4 separate regions of the Mus musculus genome follow, and regions 2, 3 and 4 are each linked to region 1. Evidence: chromatin contacts called from public HiChIP or PLAC-seq data. All regions are on one chromosome and are shown on one strand. The core of a region is the stretch at or near the end of the contact, and the rest is flanking DNA. Distances in the headings are between cores, read along the strand shown.

Region 1 (3,757 bases), core at 365-2,864:
CTCTTGCTCCTACGGAACTCACGTTCCAGAGGGAAGGGAGATAGACACCTGATGATGTGAGAAAATCCGGAAGGGCTTTGCAGGGAACAGAATAAAGCCATGTGAAACCTGAGGGCTGGATGTCTGTTCTCACAAGCATTACTGGAGAGAGAGCTAGCCGTGTTAGCAATCACCATGGTCCTTAGCTAACCTCAGGGCTCCTTAGGGGTAGCCCTCAAACAGATTCCAATGGGAAAGGACTCCGATCAGTCTTCAAGCCCGGTAGCCCATCCTAAGCAGGCCCTCCTGAGTTATCAGATAGGGCTTCTCAGGGTAAAGTCACCTTTCCTCCAGAGGAACGCTCAAGGTGAGGTACCCAGGAAGAATGAGCAATGAACTGGGGGTGGAGTGGGGGGGGATGGTTGGGAGAGTGGGGGATGGGGAGAGTGGGCATGGGGGCGGGGCTGAGGGTATTGGTAAAAGAGTAAGCATGAGATTCCAAGATTCGCAGCTTAGATCTCTTTTCCTATGAACCCCATGGAAGCTCTCTGTTTCTGCTGGTACTTGTGGGCATTTGGGGATGACCACCCTAGGTTGTTCATAGCCCATCCCCCACCATCCCCTCGCCTAAGAGGCATCTCCTGAGTGCCTAGCACAGAGCACTTACAGTGTACTGGCCAGCTAAGACTCCTGAGGCAACCACCTTCAACTTTTCCATCCTTTCTGGGCTGGCCAGAGGCATGTGGTCTGCCCACATCCCGTTCAGATTGGCATCGCACAAGATGAAAGGCTGCCCTGCCCTAATTCCCTGATTCCCCACCCCATCTCTCTCTCTCTCTCTCTCTCTCTCTCTCTCTCTCTCTCACACACACACACACACACACACACACACTCATGCACATTGGGGGAGGGGGGGCTCCTCCTGAATAGAAACCAGCATTTTCTTTCCCCGCTATTGCCCCAGAACCCAGAGCGAGGAGACCTTGCACACTCGGTACTTAGTAAATGTCCCCTGTCAACTGAGGCCACCAACTTCAACTCAAGGAGTAGCTAGTCTCCCAGATGACTGAACGGGTCTCTGACACTGGCTCTCACCCTTAGGCAAGGCACCCTGCCTCTCCAACCTACATTTCCTCGATCACCTGTAGAGGGCATGGGGTTGGTTGGGGTGGAAGGGAGAGTTGACAGAAAGTCCTTCCTAGCTGGTTACTGGGAGAATAGGAAGAAATCACTTAGCTAACAAGACTAGAACCTGTGGTGTTTGTTACCCGAAGGGGAAAGTTCTGGAGAAAAGAGAGGGGACTCACAGAGAGCTACCTGCTCTCTTCCGTGAAATTTTCCGGGTAGAGAAGGTGACTATAAAGAGATATGGTGTCTGTGGGGAGATGTTTGTGGGATCCAGGATCCGAGCGATGAGATGGACAGAGATTTCCCTTTGAGCCAAGTACCTGTCTGTATTTTTCCTCTAGTTCTCCCGTTCCTTCCCAACGTTTGTCTCCTCCCTTTTCCCTCGTCTCCACCCCCTCACCCCCTCAGCTAAGAAGGAATTGGCCGGCTCCACCCAGTCAGCCCCCCGGAGCTCCGCCCCTGCTGGTGGGCCAAAAGTTAACATCTGCACCTGCTGTGGTCTAGCTGCAGTCGGCACCTGTGCTTCCAGCCAATCAGCGCCACCGCAGCCGGGGACCGCTGTCAGCAAAATCTCAACATCCAAAGCGCAACGTAGAGCAAACGCTTCCCCGGGCAGGAAGGGAATGTCTGTGTCAGAGGAGAATTAAGAGACGAGTGGTCAGCAGCGCCTGCGAGCCAACCAGAGACGGATCGCTGGAACCTCGGAGAAGGAAGATGTCGAATGAACTTGAGTGAGTAAAGCCACGGATGTCTGGCCTCCCGGCCTCCCCAGCACACCGAGGCTGGCTGGGATTCCCTGCAGAGGGAAGAGCAAGGGAGGCCGGGCGCCCGGATTCACACGGCAATTTGTAAGGGTGAATGAATGGGCTGACGATCCTGCCTTAGCGTGTTGAGGCACGTTCAGCTCTCTATCTAGAGCTGACTGTTTCCCTGGGAAAATAGTTTTTCTTTCTCTCTGTGCTGAGCAGTTTCGAGGAAGGCAAACACCCGGGCTGCCTGAAACCGTGAATCTTGGCATCGCTTTTTGATACTCTGGAGGTGCCTTGGAAATCAGAGACACTCCCGCCCCAGGGAAGCTTTCTCTCCTCTTGCCAAAGGGAACGTCTTGGAGGTGGTTCTCAGAGCTGTCTTATGCAAAGAGTTGAGTTTCTCTAAAGGTCCTTTATGTTGAGTTGGAACAGTCCCAAGCGATCTGGCTACTATAGTGTAATGGCTGTATACATGGGCTCTGTAGTGGCTTTCCTTAGGTTCAAACCCAGGCTCCGTCTCTCCTCCGCTGTTCATTCTTAAAAAGTCGTTGGACTTATCTGAGCTTCATTTTCCTGATTTGGAAATTTGGAACAAGAGAACTTTGTAGAGTTCTTAGGTGTGCTGAAAGCTGTAAAAATGCTTACCAAAGAGAAAGGGGTCTGAAGTTGCGTTCAATAAATTGTGGTCAGTTTTATCCAGAGGCAGTGCTAACGCTGGGGAAGCCGAGGACTAGATTTTGGTGAGGTCATCTGTGTTGTCTGGCGAGAGGCAGGTGCATTCCTGCCCACATCTGGGATCTAGAATCCCTTGACTGGCTGACGCTGACCTCACTCTCAGCCTCAGTATCAGGTACAGATGTTGGAGAAGACAGAAGTCGAGGGTGTGAGTCGCTTTAAGTTGTGGGCAAGGAGCTAGCAGGAAAGAAACAGACTTCCCCTTTCTCCCCTCTTTAGCAGTGACCCTCTTGTTGTTTCCTCCCCTTCTCTGTCTCTCTCTTTGGAGCTTTTCCTCAGCAGGTTAAGAACTCAAACGCTTGCAGGCAGAATTGATGGGTCCTAACTGCAGACAGGAACCCATGTACCGGCTAGCTCTGGGGTGTGTCCGGCTTGAACAGCCACATCTACTGTCCAACCACTATGGTTACAAGCATCAGGTTTCTTTTTTAATAGATTCTCAGGACACTGTTTTGACAGTTGAACCCCAATTAAAGTAAAAATAGAAACACAGTGTTAGGGCCCAGATTCAAGCCCCAACCCCTGAACTTATTATCTGAGTGACCCAAGCCTGCATCTCCTGGACTGTGCGTGCTGTGACCAAGTGGCAGTCCTTACAGGGTTCAGTTTTATGACAGTGATTGATTTAAAGCCTGTTAGGGAACATGCTAATAATGCCTTTCTCCCTTTGTGGAGACATTAATAATTGGGCATTTCTGAAGCTTTCTTGCTTTTTATTTTTCTATGCTTTACACACACACACACACACACACACACACACACACACACACACTTGAGACACACGTCTCCAGCACACTCACGCATGCCAATTACAGCTGCCTGCGGAGGCTGCAGAGAGAATCTTTTCAGGTTTCTCCTCAGGGGCTATGGAGAAGCTGGCTTACGGAACAGGTTTTCTGCTAGTGTCCTGAATGGTTTGGGTTGGAAGTCGGATGGGCTGACAGAAGAGGCTTCTCCGTTCAGGAAAGCCTGTGCCTGCTGAGTAATGCAGGTCAACTTTGAAGCTACCATTGGAGATTACAGTGATTGACCTGGGGGCTCAGCCACTCTGAGAACTGGGGAGTCTGAGGTTGCCTGTGAGTGTGTGTGTGTGTGTGTGTGTGTGTGTGTGTGTGTGTGTGAGAGAGAGAGAGAGAGAGAGAGAGAGAGAGAGAGAGAACATGTTG
Region 2 (3,757 bases), core at 932-3,431, 390 kb before region 1:
AAGTGCTTGGTTTAAAGGCATGCTCTAAATGCCCCAGCTAGCACCTAGCTTCTTTTTTAAAAATGTACTTATTATTATATGTAAGTACACTGTAGCTGTCTTCAGATGCACCAGAAGAGGGCATTGTGAGCCACCATGTGGTGGCTGAGATTTGAACTCAGGACCTTCAGAAGAGCAGTCAGTGCTCTTACCCGCTGAGCCATCTCTCCAGCCCCAGTACATACCTTCTTAAAGAGGTGCTGTAGGGCTGCCTGGTCCAAGATGTCCATCTCCTCAAACTCCACAGAGCGGCCTGTCAACTCCTGGACCCGGCGCAGGCTCTCAGGCATGGAGTCTTCTCCTGGTGGTGGTGGTGGTGGTGGGGCACACGGTGTTCAATATTAGAGAATGGGGTCCTGTACCCAACCCCTCTAGAAACTGTTCACTGATTCGTACCCAGCTTCACTCACCACGAATGGCGTTATGGAAGTTGTCAATGACCACAGGTGAGTAGCCTGCCTCCAGCAGCTCCAATACCGTGTGGCTGCCGATGTAGCCAGCCCCACCTGTGACCAGCACCTTTTCCATGGCGCCTGCTTAGAAGACAGAGTTTCAGAGGTGGCCGAGGCTTCCTGCTCAGGGCCTCACTCCAACTGGATGCTCGACCCCTACCTTCATCTTGGAGGATGTAGGGGTGAGCCCTAGTTTAAGGAGAGGTTCCAGAATCAGCCCTGGGTCTAACTAGCTAACTACCAGTTTCTGGCTGTAGGGGCTGACGTTTTGAACTCTCTCTAGGGCACAGTTTTCACCTCTAGAACTAATTATTGTACACACCCCATGTATTAGGAGGGCCCAATGAAGCAGTTTAAAGGTCTGCCACCTGCATATGTAGGACATCAGACACACCATGCTGTCTAGTTCCTGTTGACAGAGGGTGGGAAGATGGGCCTTTTGAAGACCCACCCTTCCTGCCTCCATGTCTGGAGTATGGACAGTCTCGGGCAGAAGAACATCGCTTAAGAATGGGAGGCTAGGATACAGAAAAAGGGACCTGTCCCTGTAAACTGACACCTTTTCCCCGGAGCAAAAGGTTCCTGGGTTTGATGACTAACATCTAGTGCTCCAACAACCCTTCCCCTGGAAGGTCAGTTGGGAGGAAGCAGTAAGAACGCCAAATGGCCTCAAGGGTGGGGTCCTTAGCCAGGAAGGCTGTGCCCAGCTCAGAGGCTGCAGTGCCAACAGCCCTGGAGTGGGTAGGGCTTCACCCCACCCTGGGGCAGCCAATAGCTCAGCTTTGGCCCAGCTGACTTGGAGCCACAGATCCCGCCCAAGGAGGGCAGCACCAAGTGAGCCGGTGTCGACGTGGATTTGGCTCGCTCTCCGCTGCCAGGTGTGCATCCCCACCCTGAGCAAACTGCTGGGCGGACAGAGAGGCAGTCCACACAGTGAGGCCTTTCATTTTCACGACCTGGCTCGCTGCCGTCTTTCTCCGAGCTGCCTCAAGTTTCTGCTGGGGTTATTCTGCTGCAGCCCACTGGACGGGGCGTCCAGTGCGACCCAGAATCACTACCCCGCACTTGTGCGTTATTTTCCCAACATCTGGATGTGGCAGGTGTTTCTACCAGCCCTGGGTACTAGGGTCTGAGCCCAGAGGCAGTCGGCCTGGGGTCACACAGCAATAAGAACTGACTAAGGGGGATCCCCGAGACTATGCCCCGCGACTCCCTGCAGCTCCCGCATTGCGCGAAGACGCGGGGAGGCGGTCGCTGAGGGGACTCTGGTGGCAGAAAGGCTGCTCTGAGGTCGCTCCGCTCCGGACTAGGGGATGACCTTGGTCAGCGGTCCCCTCCTCAGTTTTCCCTGTCTGTACAAGGCAGGAGAGCGGATGCTGGGTCTCAGCAGCCTGGGCGAGGCGGAGCTTAGCTCTGGACTTCGGGTCTGGGCTGGGAGCAGGAGCGGGGAGCCGAGCCCCGAATGAATGGGCTCGGGTGGCCCCCGCTACGGTTGCGGAAAACGCGAGCAGAAGGGGTGAGCCTGGCCCTGTTCCGAACACGAACCGACCCTCTTGGAACCTCCTCGCTCCCCACCAAGCATTGGCCCTTCCGAGCTCACTAAGCCCTTCATTCTACCGGCCGAACCTGCGGAAGCTCCAGCGCTGACTCCAGGCACCGCCTCCCGCGACCAGCGCCGCGGCCCCTTTAAGACCTGACAGCCCAGCCCGACCCCGCCCCTCCACGCCCTCCAGGAAACGTGTGTACTGGGTTACTGCCTGGACGGCAACCCTGGAGGGACAAATGGTCTGCACAGGCTTTAAACGCCTGCGCAGTGCGCTTCCATCGAGGGCGGAAATGAGGGGTGCGGACGCCATCCGGTTACCGGCGGGCTGTTGAGGAGAAACAAGGTCGGGACTGGGCCCTTTCTAGTCCCTCCACTCAGAGCCACTGTTTGTGTCAAACCCTTGGTCGGGCAGCTCCAGTTGGAGGACATGGCTGGCCCGGGCTGCGTCCAAGTTCACGTGGGAAGAAACCCGCGATGGCGAAGGAACCTTGACATTCACAGTAGCAATTGCTGTGCCCATCGCTGAGCCGCTGCCTCCCTCCCCCAAAGCTGTGTTTGCGCACCTGCCCCCGTATAGGGACTCAAGACACTTTTGTCTCGGTTTAAGATACAAAGCGGGACCGGGCGGTGGTGGCACACGCCTTTAATCCCAGCATTCGGGAGGCTGCTCCTGCAGAGGCCCCGAGTCCTGTTTCTGGCACCCACATACCTACCGCCTCTCATTACATAGGATGCCATGCCCGCTTCTGACCTCCGTTGCACATACCATACATAGCTGGCATTCTCTCACAAATACATAAATGAAGCTAAATCTTTCCTGGTAGTACAGGTCTTCAGGCCCAGCAGAATTTCAGTGAGTTTATGAAAAGGGAAGCTGAAGATAGCTAGCGCGTGAATAAATAATAATAATAATAATAATAATAATACTGTCAAGTTGACCATTGTGGAAGTTTGTTATCTCACTGGAAGCAGATACAGATGGATCCCTGGGGTTCACTGGCCAGCCAGCCTAGTCTCCTTAGCTAGTTCCAGACCAGTAAGAGATCTATCTTCCTGATCTATCTTCCTGCTCTGGAAACAGGCACGTTCTCAGAAGCGAGTCCTAGGGTGTTCCCCACAGCAATGATTTCCAGTCAGTGGTCTGGGGGCTTGGGTGTGGCGATGGAAGAGATCCAAAGATGAACCAGCCACAAAACCTTCCCTCTTCCCTCAGAGCAATTTTACTCCTCCACCCATAAACACACGTTTGAATGTTATATTAGAAAATTAAACCTTTAATTACATAAGCTGTTTTCAAAAAAATCACACACAGAGTGGAGATTTCGTTGGCAGATGACCACAGATGCAGATCAACCCCCACCATTCCAGCAAATGCTCTGCTGGCATAAGGGGAAACTGCTCTCTGTCCTCAGAGGTAGAACAAAGGCCCTGCGGCGGTGGACATCAGCTCTGTTGGCAGGCAGACTCACCCAGGGCCATCCCAAGCAAGTGCTTAGGCACAGCTCTGGGGAGCTGGCCCAGGCCAGGCAGCTCTAGCCCTTATCATCAGGGACAGGGACCTCTGTGATGCCGGCTCATTTGCTCTCATTCCATCTCTTCATCCAGGAATCATTGTATACACCCAATTCCCTCCGTTCTGGTTCAGGCGAACGAGGGTCTCAGAGCTTGCAGGTGGCCTGTGCCACTTTGGAACTAGTTTTTCTGTTAAGGGCTTGACAGA
Region 3 (3,757 bases), core at 492-2,991, 300 kb after region 1:
GCATTTGTGAGGCAGAGGCAGGTGGATTTCTGAGTTCCAGTCCAGCCTGGTCTACCGATTGAGTTCCAGGATAGCCAGGGGTATATAGAGAAACCCTGGCTCAAAAAAAAAAAAAAAAAAAAAATACGGTGATTGTTGGTTGCAGTGGTGGACACCTTTGACCCTAGTACTTGGGAGGTGGAGAAAAAAAACAGGCAGACCAAAACCCAAACCCTGGTGTGTGTGTGTGTGTGTGTGTGTGTGTGTGTGATGGCATTCTGTAGAAGTCAGAGGTAAGCTTTCTGGAGTTGGTTTTCTCCTTCTACCTTTAGATGGCCCCAACATCACATCCAGGTTGGAAGTCTTGCAAGGCAAACGCTTTTACCTGCTGAATCATCTTGACTGCCATTATTATTATTATTATTATTATTATTATTATTATTATTTTGAGGTAGTCTTGCAATATACCCAGACTGTCCTCAAACTCTCAGCCCTCCTGCCTGAGCCATCACCTGAGAGCCACGTATATGTCACCAAATCAGGCCGAGGTTTAGGGTGTTTAAGGCCACTGCCAAACTGTGAACTTAAAACAGCCTTACTCCGGAGCATTGATGGATCTAATTGCTGGGGCACAGCATCCTTCTCACAGAATCTAGCAACTTGGAGATGGGGTTGAGTGAGGATAAAGTAGTTGCAGGTTGCACTGCATTTTTACACATCATTCCAATTTGTTGAAGCACTCTGATCCACACTAGGCACAGAGGATGTGAGATAACCATGACACCCCGCTTCCATCCCCCAATTTAGCCTTTCTAATCAACTCACTCATCACCCTAGCCTGGGAGGTACCACAGAATGAGCAGATTAAGGAAAACCAGAAGGCAAATTTCCCAAAGGTGACATTCACTGACGGCAATTCCGCAGTAGACCGCGTGTCTCAGGCCCCTGTCCTCAGGGTGTAAAGTACTCGCCCCTGCGCGCTGAGTGGCACTCAGGTGACTCATTAAACTTCTCCAGGTGAACGGAAGACAGGAATCGGTCCAGGTGGGGCAAAACAGCACGGATAACGTTTTCAGAGTCAGGCGCTGCCTCAAGCACTGGGGTTGTGCTGGAGCGGGACGCTGTCCCACCGTTTTGGCCTAATTCAGAGCCCGGGACACAGGACGACTTTACAAGAACTTTTGAGTATCTTGATTTCAAATAGAGAAGGATCACGAAAGGAGATCCGCGGTCAGAAGGATTAAAAAGTTCTTAAGGACATGAAAACTTTCGCAAAAGTTTTCCAGGAAAAGGCGGCCGCGCCTAACAGAAGTAGCCGAGGAGGCCGCCGCCCCGGGAACCGGAGGGGACGATGAGTCCCTGCGGCTGCAGCGGGGGAGAGGGCGCGAGGCGGGCCGCCGCATGAGGTCACTTGGCACCCAACCAGCAGCAGCTGCGCCGCGGAGAGAGGCGGTGTCAGGCTCCGGCTCCAGGGACCTTCCCCGCCCACCCCCTGAGGGGCGTGGCTTCGGGGGGACCTCCCGGCCAATCCGCGCTGCCCAGCCTAGGCCGCGCCCCCAGCGCCCTCCAGGCTCCCTAGTGGTCGGTCCGTGGAAGCTAGAGCGCTCCGCTGTCTTCCTCGCCTGAGGCCACGCCCCCAGCTGTGGCCCGCCCATTTCCCCCCCACCCCTGCAGGATCCTGGCCACTGCTCCGCCCACGCCCCGCCCATAGGGCTCCGCCCAGCGGTTTGAAGCGGCCGGGACCGCAACCCCCTCAGAGTCGCGCGCGAGGCGTGAGGCGGTGCTGAGGATCTGAGGCCACGGGCAGCCAGACGCCGGGACTGTCCAGCGAACGAGCAAGCCAGCGAGTGAGCGAGCGGCGGGAACCCGCAGCCACAGCAGCCCCGGAGCCACAGCCGCAGCCGCCGTCCGCGGAGCCCAGCCCAACCGGCCATGGCGCTGTCGATGCCCCTGAACGGGCTGAAGGAGGAGGACAAAGAGCCCCTCATCGAGCTCTTCGTCAAGGTGAGCGCTCACCGTCCCGAGCGACGCGGGCTGACGTCCCCGCACCCCGAAGCGCCCCCACGCGGCATCCCCGCAGCCCGAGGCGGCGCCGTACCTCCCGCGCTCATTCCCATTGTCTGGGCTCCGCGCCTTCCCGCCTCGCAGCGGGACCTTGGCGGACCCTGCGGGCGCGGCGACAGGGAGGCGACTCCGCAGGGCGGGACGCGCCTCAGCTGCGCCGCGTGGGTACTGTCACCCTCCTCGCCGTGTCCGACCCCACCCCGCCGCGAGCCCCAGCCTCGGGCCGCGGGGCTGATAGCTCACCCAACTTACTGGAACGCTAGCGCCTGGCCCGGGTGAAACTGAAACTTTAACTTTGATACAATGTTAAATAAAGTAAAGGGGAGGAGGGACCCGGGAGCCGTAAACCCAGCAGTTGGGAAAAGTGGTCTAGGGAAGATCCCGAGTTCAGAGCCAGCCTTGGCTGCTTAGTAAACCCAGGGCAAGCCTGGGATAGGAGGGACCCTCATCCCAGCCCTCCTCCCGCATGGGGGAGGGGAGAATTTTTTTAATGCGGGCGTGGTGACTCGGCTATGACCCAGCAGTAGAGGCTTGAGGAGTCCCTCGAGTTCGAGGCCAGCCTGGGTTACAAATGTGAGCCTCCGGACACACACCCAAAACCCAGGCAACTAACTGCAAAGAAGAAGAAAAAAAAAAAAAAAGGAAAAGAAAAGAAAAAGCGAAAAGAAGGGTGGATGCCCCAAGGCTTCCGGAAAATACAGAGATTCCCGACTTGGGTTTTCCTGTCCGGTGTTTTACCACCATCTGGTTTTCTTGTTTCTCTAGCGCGCCTGTTTTCACATGATGCAACCTTTTGGCCGCTTTCGTTTGCTGTTGCCACCTCGGCAGGCAAGCCCGTTTGGTTTGAAAGAAAACCTGAATTCTCCGCTCTCTCGGGCTTAAAAAGGTTCATTCCTCTCGCCCTCCTCAGTTTGTAAACCCTGGAGCTGCCTTCTTCGCCTAGAAACGCTTCTCTGACTGCTCTCCGCGCCTCTCCCTTTTGGGGCGTAGCGAAGGAGGGAAAAGTTAACGCAACAAACATCTGGGTCCCCTGCTTTACTGAGCCTCCTTGGAAACCCTGACGTTCGTTCTGTTAGCCACTAAATATCCAGGCTTAGGTCGAAACTGGCAACACTAGAAGTCCAACAGGCATCCAGTACTAAAGTCTGCCCTTTCTTAGTTTTAATTTGAAAGAGCGGAAATTATCGAAGGATGTGTTCCAGAGATGGAAGGCAGAAATCTGCAGGGTGGTAACAATGTTTGCCTTAGTGTTTTCTGTTAGTTGCTGGTTTTAGAACTTTTTTTTTTTTTTGGTCTAGAGCATCGGCTCTCAACTGGGGGTCAAGACCCCTTTGAAAGATCAAACGGCCTTTTTACAGGGGTCACCTAAGACTATTGGAAAATGCAGACAATTTCATTACAATTCATAGCAGTAGCAAAGTTACAGTTATGAAGTAGCACCAAAAATAATTTTACTGTTGGGGGTCAGCACAACATGAAGAACTGCATTAAACTGTCGCAGCATTAGGAAAGAAAAGGCTTAGGGCTCTCAAAATATCACAATGTCTGCGACTGGAGGTGGCAGACAATACTTTTGAGGAACCTGAAGAAATGGGGAGAGGGTCGTGGAAAACAGCACAAAGAAGGGAAGACGCTAGGCTAGAGATAGCGACGGGACATAATGGTTTCCCTCTTCTTGTGAGAACAGGGTCTTACTCTGTATCCTGTGCTGTCT
Region 4 (3,757 bases), core at 930-3,429, 280 kb before region 1:
ACATTTTTCAACATCACCTTAAGGAATATAAGGATTGTGGTTGATAATAGCATATAACCCATGGATCCTTATACCCCTGCCTTTGCCAACAAGCTTTCTGAGCTACAAGGTGGCACACACCTTAAAAATTCCAGGACTCAAGAGGCAGAGTCTAAAGCTAGCCTGGTCTACAGAGGAAGTTCCAGGACACCTAGGGTTAGTTACATGGAGAAACTCTGTTCTGAAAATCCAAAGATAAACAATGCATCTCGGGATGGGGATTACACCATACAAAGGCAGCTCAACTTTAAATCCACCACTGTGAAATCAGAGGTAGAGGGATCTGGGAGTTCCAGATAAATCAGGGTCAGTGAGACCCTGCCAAAAAAAAAAAAAAAAAAAAAAAAAAAGCGCACGCCTTTGATCCCAGCACTTCAGAGGCAGAGGCACGGGGATTTCTGAGTTCGAGGCCAGCCTGGTCTACAAAGTGAGTCCTTGACAGCCAGGGCTACAGAGAAACTGTCTCGAAAAACCAAAACAAACAAACCCGGGTCTTCACTGTTCATAAAGGGCATGTCTTCAACTTTTTTAAAAACTGAAAGACTGCTGCTGGTGGTGAACACCTTTATTCTCAGCACTCTGGGAGGCAAAGGCAGGAGGATTTTTGCTAACCTGTCTACAGAGCAAGTTCCAGGTCAGCCAAGGCTACAAAGAAACTGTCTTTAAAAAAAAACGAATAAATGGCAAAAACAATCATCAAATATTCTAGCATTCTGAAAAGTATTGTATATTTGTTTTAAGGCAGGTCTCATTCTAGTCAAGTTGGTTTGGAACCCAATTTCCAGCATTAAGCATTCCCATCACATCCCCGCTTACGCTAAAATTGTTCAACAGGGTCAGCCATTAAAAATCTGAAATAAAACCATCACAGTATCTACATACTTCATACTTAAGTATTAAAACGACAAAATGGAAAAATTTTTAAGTCGTTAATTAACCACTTTTGTTTTATGCGTAATGACAAAGAGGATACAAAACTCCACAAAACAAGAAAAACCCAAAACCTCAGTTTTTCTTCGGAGTTTATTTTGTACGAACACGAAGAGTAATCCTGTGATAAAAATCTCTTCTGAAAAATTCCGAAGGCAATTCAAAGCAAAGGACAAGCTGTGAAAACAAAGCCCTTTACCAGGCGAGACTCGAACTCCCAGACCCGTCTTCTGAGTGCTGGGGCTACGCCCGGAGACAAGGCGGACTTTTATTAAAAGTACCGCCTCCGTTCACCCAAGTTAATCACGAAGGTCCCTAACGGGAGCGGTCTCTCCAGCACCTCGTTTTCAAAGAGATTTCCGCGAAAACACGTGGATCACTCCATTTAACCGAAAAATTGTTACACTCGCCCCAATCTCCACGACTCCTCTCCCCCACAGCAATCTCGAATCCACTCATCACCATCCACACAGATGGGGGAGATGGAGCTGCAAACCCTCCCCTCCGCTATCCCGTTATCCCACTCGCATCTTTTCCATCTTCTGACTTCGTAGCCCGAGCTGACCTCCGACTCGCGCCGATCCTCCCGCCTCGGCTTCCCCGAGTGCTGGCCTGGGCCGCCCCGCCTGGCAACCCTTTTCCCGTTTTCAACAACAAAAATCCCTTTCAGGCCGAGGGGGGCGTGCACCTCATGGAACGTGGACGTCGGATCCATGAGGGACACACACGTCCGGCCCGCCGGCTCGGCCCAGCCGCCGAGCACGCGGGGGAGGACGGGGCCCCCGAATGCCCGCCACGCGGCCCTCACGCCTGCTCGCTCGCCAGCGCTCGGCCCGGTGTCCGCCCTTGCTCCTGCAGGCCGGCGGCGCGGCCTAGAGCCGGCGCGGGCCCCGCCATCTTCGCCCCGCCCCTCCCCCGCGCCACGGCCGCCGCTCGCCGGGCGCCCGCGGCCTCCCTCCCCCGCGCAGTAGCTGCTCCGGTGCGCTCACCTGGTGTCGTCCGCCACGTTCCTGACGAACAGAGACGTGTTAGGGGGGCGCAGGTATCGGGACATGGTGGCGGCGGGACTCTGGGCCGGCGGCGCTAACGGGCTCGGGCAAACCGTCCGCAGCTCCGGCGGCGGCTCACATCCACTCACACCACACTCGCACAGACCCAGAGGGCTCCGCTACGGCAACTGCCTCTTCTCGCGAGACTTGGCTCCCGCCTCCAGGCCCCCTCCCACCTCCCGCCCCGCAGCACCGGCGGAGGGGGACAACGGCTTTTTCCCGCGAGATCTCTGGGCGTGCGCGCGCCGCCGGCCTGACGCGCGCACCGCGGCCTCGCTGCCGTTCATTGGCTCCAGGCGCGGGCTCCTCCCCTCCCCCTCTTTCTTTCTTTAGCGCTGCGCTTTCCCGCCCTTTCCCGCCCGGCCGAGCCCGCCATCCCTCCTCCTCTCGGCGAGCGCTCGGGTTAAACTACCATGACCGGGCTCGGGAGCCTCGGAGCCAGCTAGAGGCTGCTCCGGAATCCGCTGTTCGGAGTTGCGCCTGGGCTTCTTATCAGATCTCTGGCCAGAGAGAGGAACTTAGAGATTCTTTGTGGGGTTTGGGGGAGGGGCAGAGCTTTCGGCGTGCCGTGCGTGCAACTCTCTGCCTTTGCTGCACATCCGCGTCACCTAGGCACGCAATTCCCTCCCCGTGAGACCCGGGCCCTGCTGTCCTTGTCTCTGTTGCTCACATGCAAGGTGCCTGAACCCCTTTTCCAGCCTTGAAGAGGTGGTGTTTGTCTCTTTGTTGTTTTCTGGGGATCCAATCTAGGTCCTTGGATTTGCTAGCCAAGTTTCTTCCCACAGACCTGCCTGCACCCTAAGACAGACACTGCCCACTCACCCCGGCCCATCGTCCCCCTCTTGCTCCAGTCCCCCTCCAACTTTCAGTCCTCATCATGGGACTCCCCAGCTACAAAAAAACCTTGGCTAGCTGGTTTGCTTTTCTCCCTCTCCTTTTTTCTCCTCTCTTCTCCCTCCCCTCCCTCTCTCTAGCGCCTCCTCCCCTCTATTCCCCACGTTGAGGGAGCGGGCTCAGTGCTTTGTTACTAGTTCCCTCTTTGGCCTCCTAGGGCACCCATACACAAGTGGGCAATACACTTAGATTTTTATTATTGTTTTTGTGTGTGTGGTTTTTTGTTTGTTTGTTTGTTTGCTTGCTTTTCGAGACAGGGTTTCTCTGTACAGCCCTGGCTGTCCTGGAACTCACTTTGTAGACCAGGCTGGCCTCGAACTCAGAAATCCACCTGCCTGTGCCTCCCAAGTGCTGGGATCAAAGGCGTGCGCCACCACTGCCCAGCGCCCTGTTTTTAAATATGGCTTATATGCGTTAATATCTACGGAGTTCAAACTTATGAGTGAGAAGATGCACACATCACTTCCCTCACATACATCACACAGTCTCTGGTAAACATGAGGACTGCGGAGAGAATGAGAGTATGACCAAGAAGAAAAGCAAGAAGTCCAACACCCCTTGACCACCAGGCTTTTGGGCACGTTGTGCAATTTACCAAACAGCAGCTCTGCCAAAGGAGTGGTGTGAAGGAGGCTGTACCGAAGGCCTTCAGGAAAGTACTGCCCGCTGGGAATGCGTCTTCAGTATTTTGTTTGAATCTTTGCTTTATTGCAAGATGGTATAATTGATTTAAATTATAATTTGGTCATCTGGGTGGGGGAATAAGTTGCTGCAAATCTTTTTGTTCGAAAGCGACTAGAGAGGTGGCTCAGCGGTTAAGAGCACGCGCTGCTCTTCCAGAGCAC

Evidence for each region. HiChIP or PLAC-seq counts read pairs in DNA pulled down with a chosen protein or histone mark.
Region 2: a contact with region 1 is called in a FOXA1 HiChIP or PLAC-seq map of pancreatic cancer cells. The contact joins the promoter of Gale here to the promoter of Grhl3 in region 1. A contact is called at or near these places in 1 of 115 datasets of contacts at active chromatin or transcription factors (pancreatic cancer cells) and 1 of 9 other capture datasets (pancreatic islet).
Region 3: a FOXA1 HiChIP or PLAC-seq map of pancreatic cancer cells shows a contact between it and region 1. The contact joins the promoter of Clic4 here to the promoter of Grhl3 in region 1.
Region 4: an H3K4me3 HiChIP or PLAC-seq map of embryonic stem cells shows a contact between it and region 1, with 11 read pairs. The contact joins the promoter of Srsf10 here to the promoter of Grhl3 in region 1. A contact is called at or near these places in 1 of 39 promoter capture datasets (the HPC-7 cell line) and 2 of 115 datasets of contacts at active chromatin or transcription factors (embryonic stem cells and pancreatic cancer cells).

What each region holds. Positions count from the first base shown.
Region 1 is chr4:135,571,489-135,575,245 of GRCm38.p6, reverse strand. It overlaps Grhl3 (grainyhead like transcription factor 3), which reads left to right and starts at 1,614. Exons shown (of 16, transcript NM_001013756.2): 1 at 1,614-1,838. The coding sequence starts at 1,822. It overlaps Gm30888 (a long non-coding RNA gene), which reads right to left and starts at 1,666. Exons shown (of 3, transcript XR_390832.2): 1 at 1,598-1,666.
Region 2 is chr4:135,962,149-135,965,905 of GRCm38.p6, reverse strand. Gale (galactose-4-epimerase, UDP) reads right to left here and starts at 2,181. Exons shown (of 11, transcript NM_001356493.1): 1 at 2,118-2,181; 2 at 450-572; 3 at 225-340. The coding sequence starts at 567. It overlaps Hmgcl (3-hydroxy-3-methylglutaryl-Coenzyme A lyase), which reads right to left. Exons shown (of 9, transcript NM_008254.3): 9 at 3,238-3,757. The coding sequence ends at 3,696.
Region 3 is chr4:135,270,744-135,274,500 of GRCm38.p6, reverse strand. Clic4 (chloride intracellular channel 4 (mitochondrial)) reads left to right here and starts at 1,741. Exons shown (of 6, transcript NM_013885.2): 1 at 1,741-1,983. The coding sequence starts at 1,912.
Region 4 is chr4:135,854,493-135,858,249 of GRCm38.p6, reverse strand. It overlaps Srsf10 (serine and arginine-rich splicing factor 10), which reads right to left and starts at 2,179. Exons shown (of 6, transcript NM_001080387.2): 1 at 1,959-2,179. The coding sequence starts at 2,023.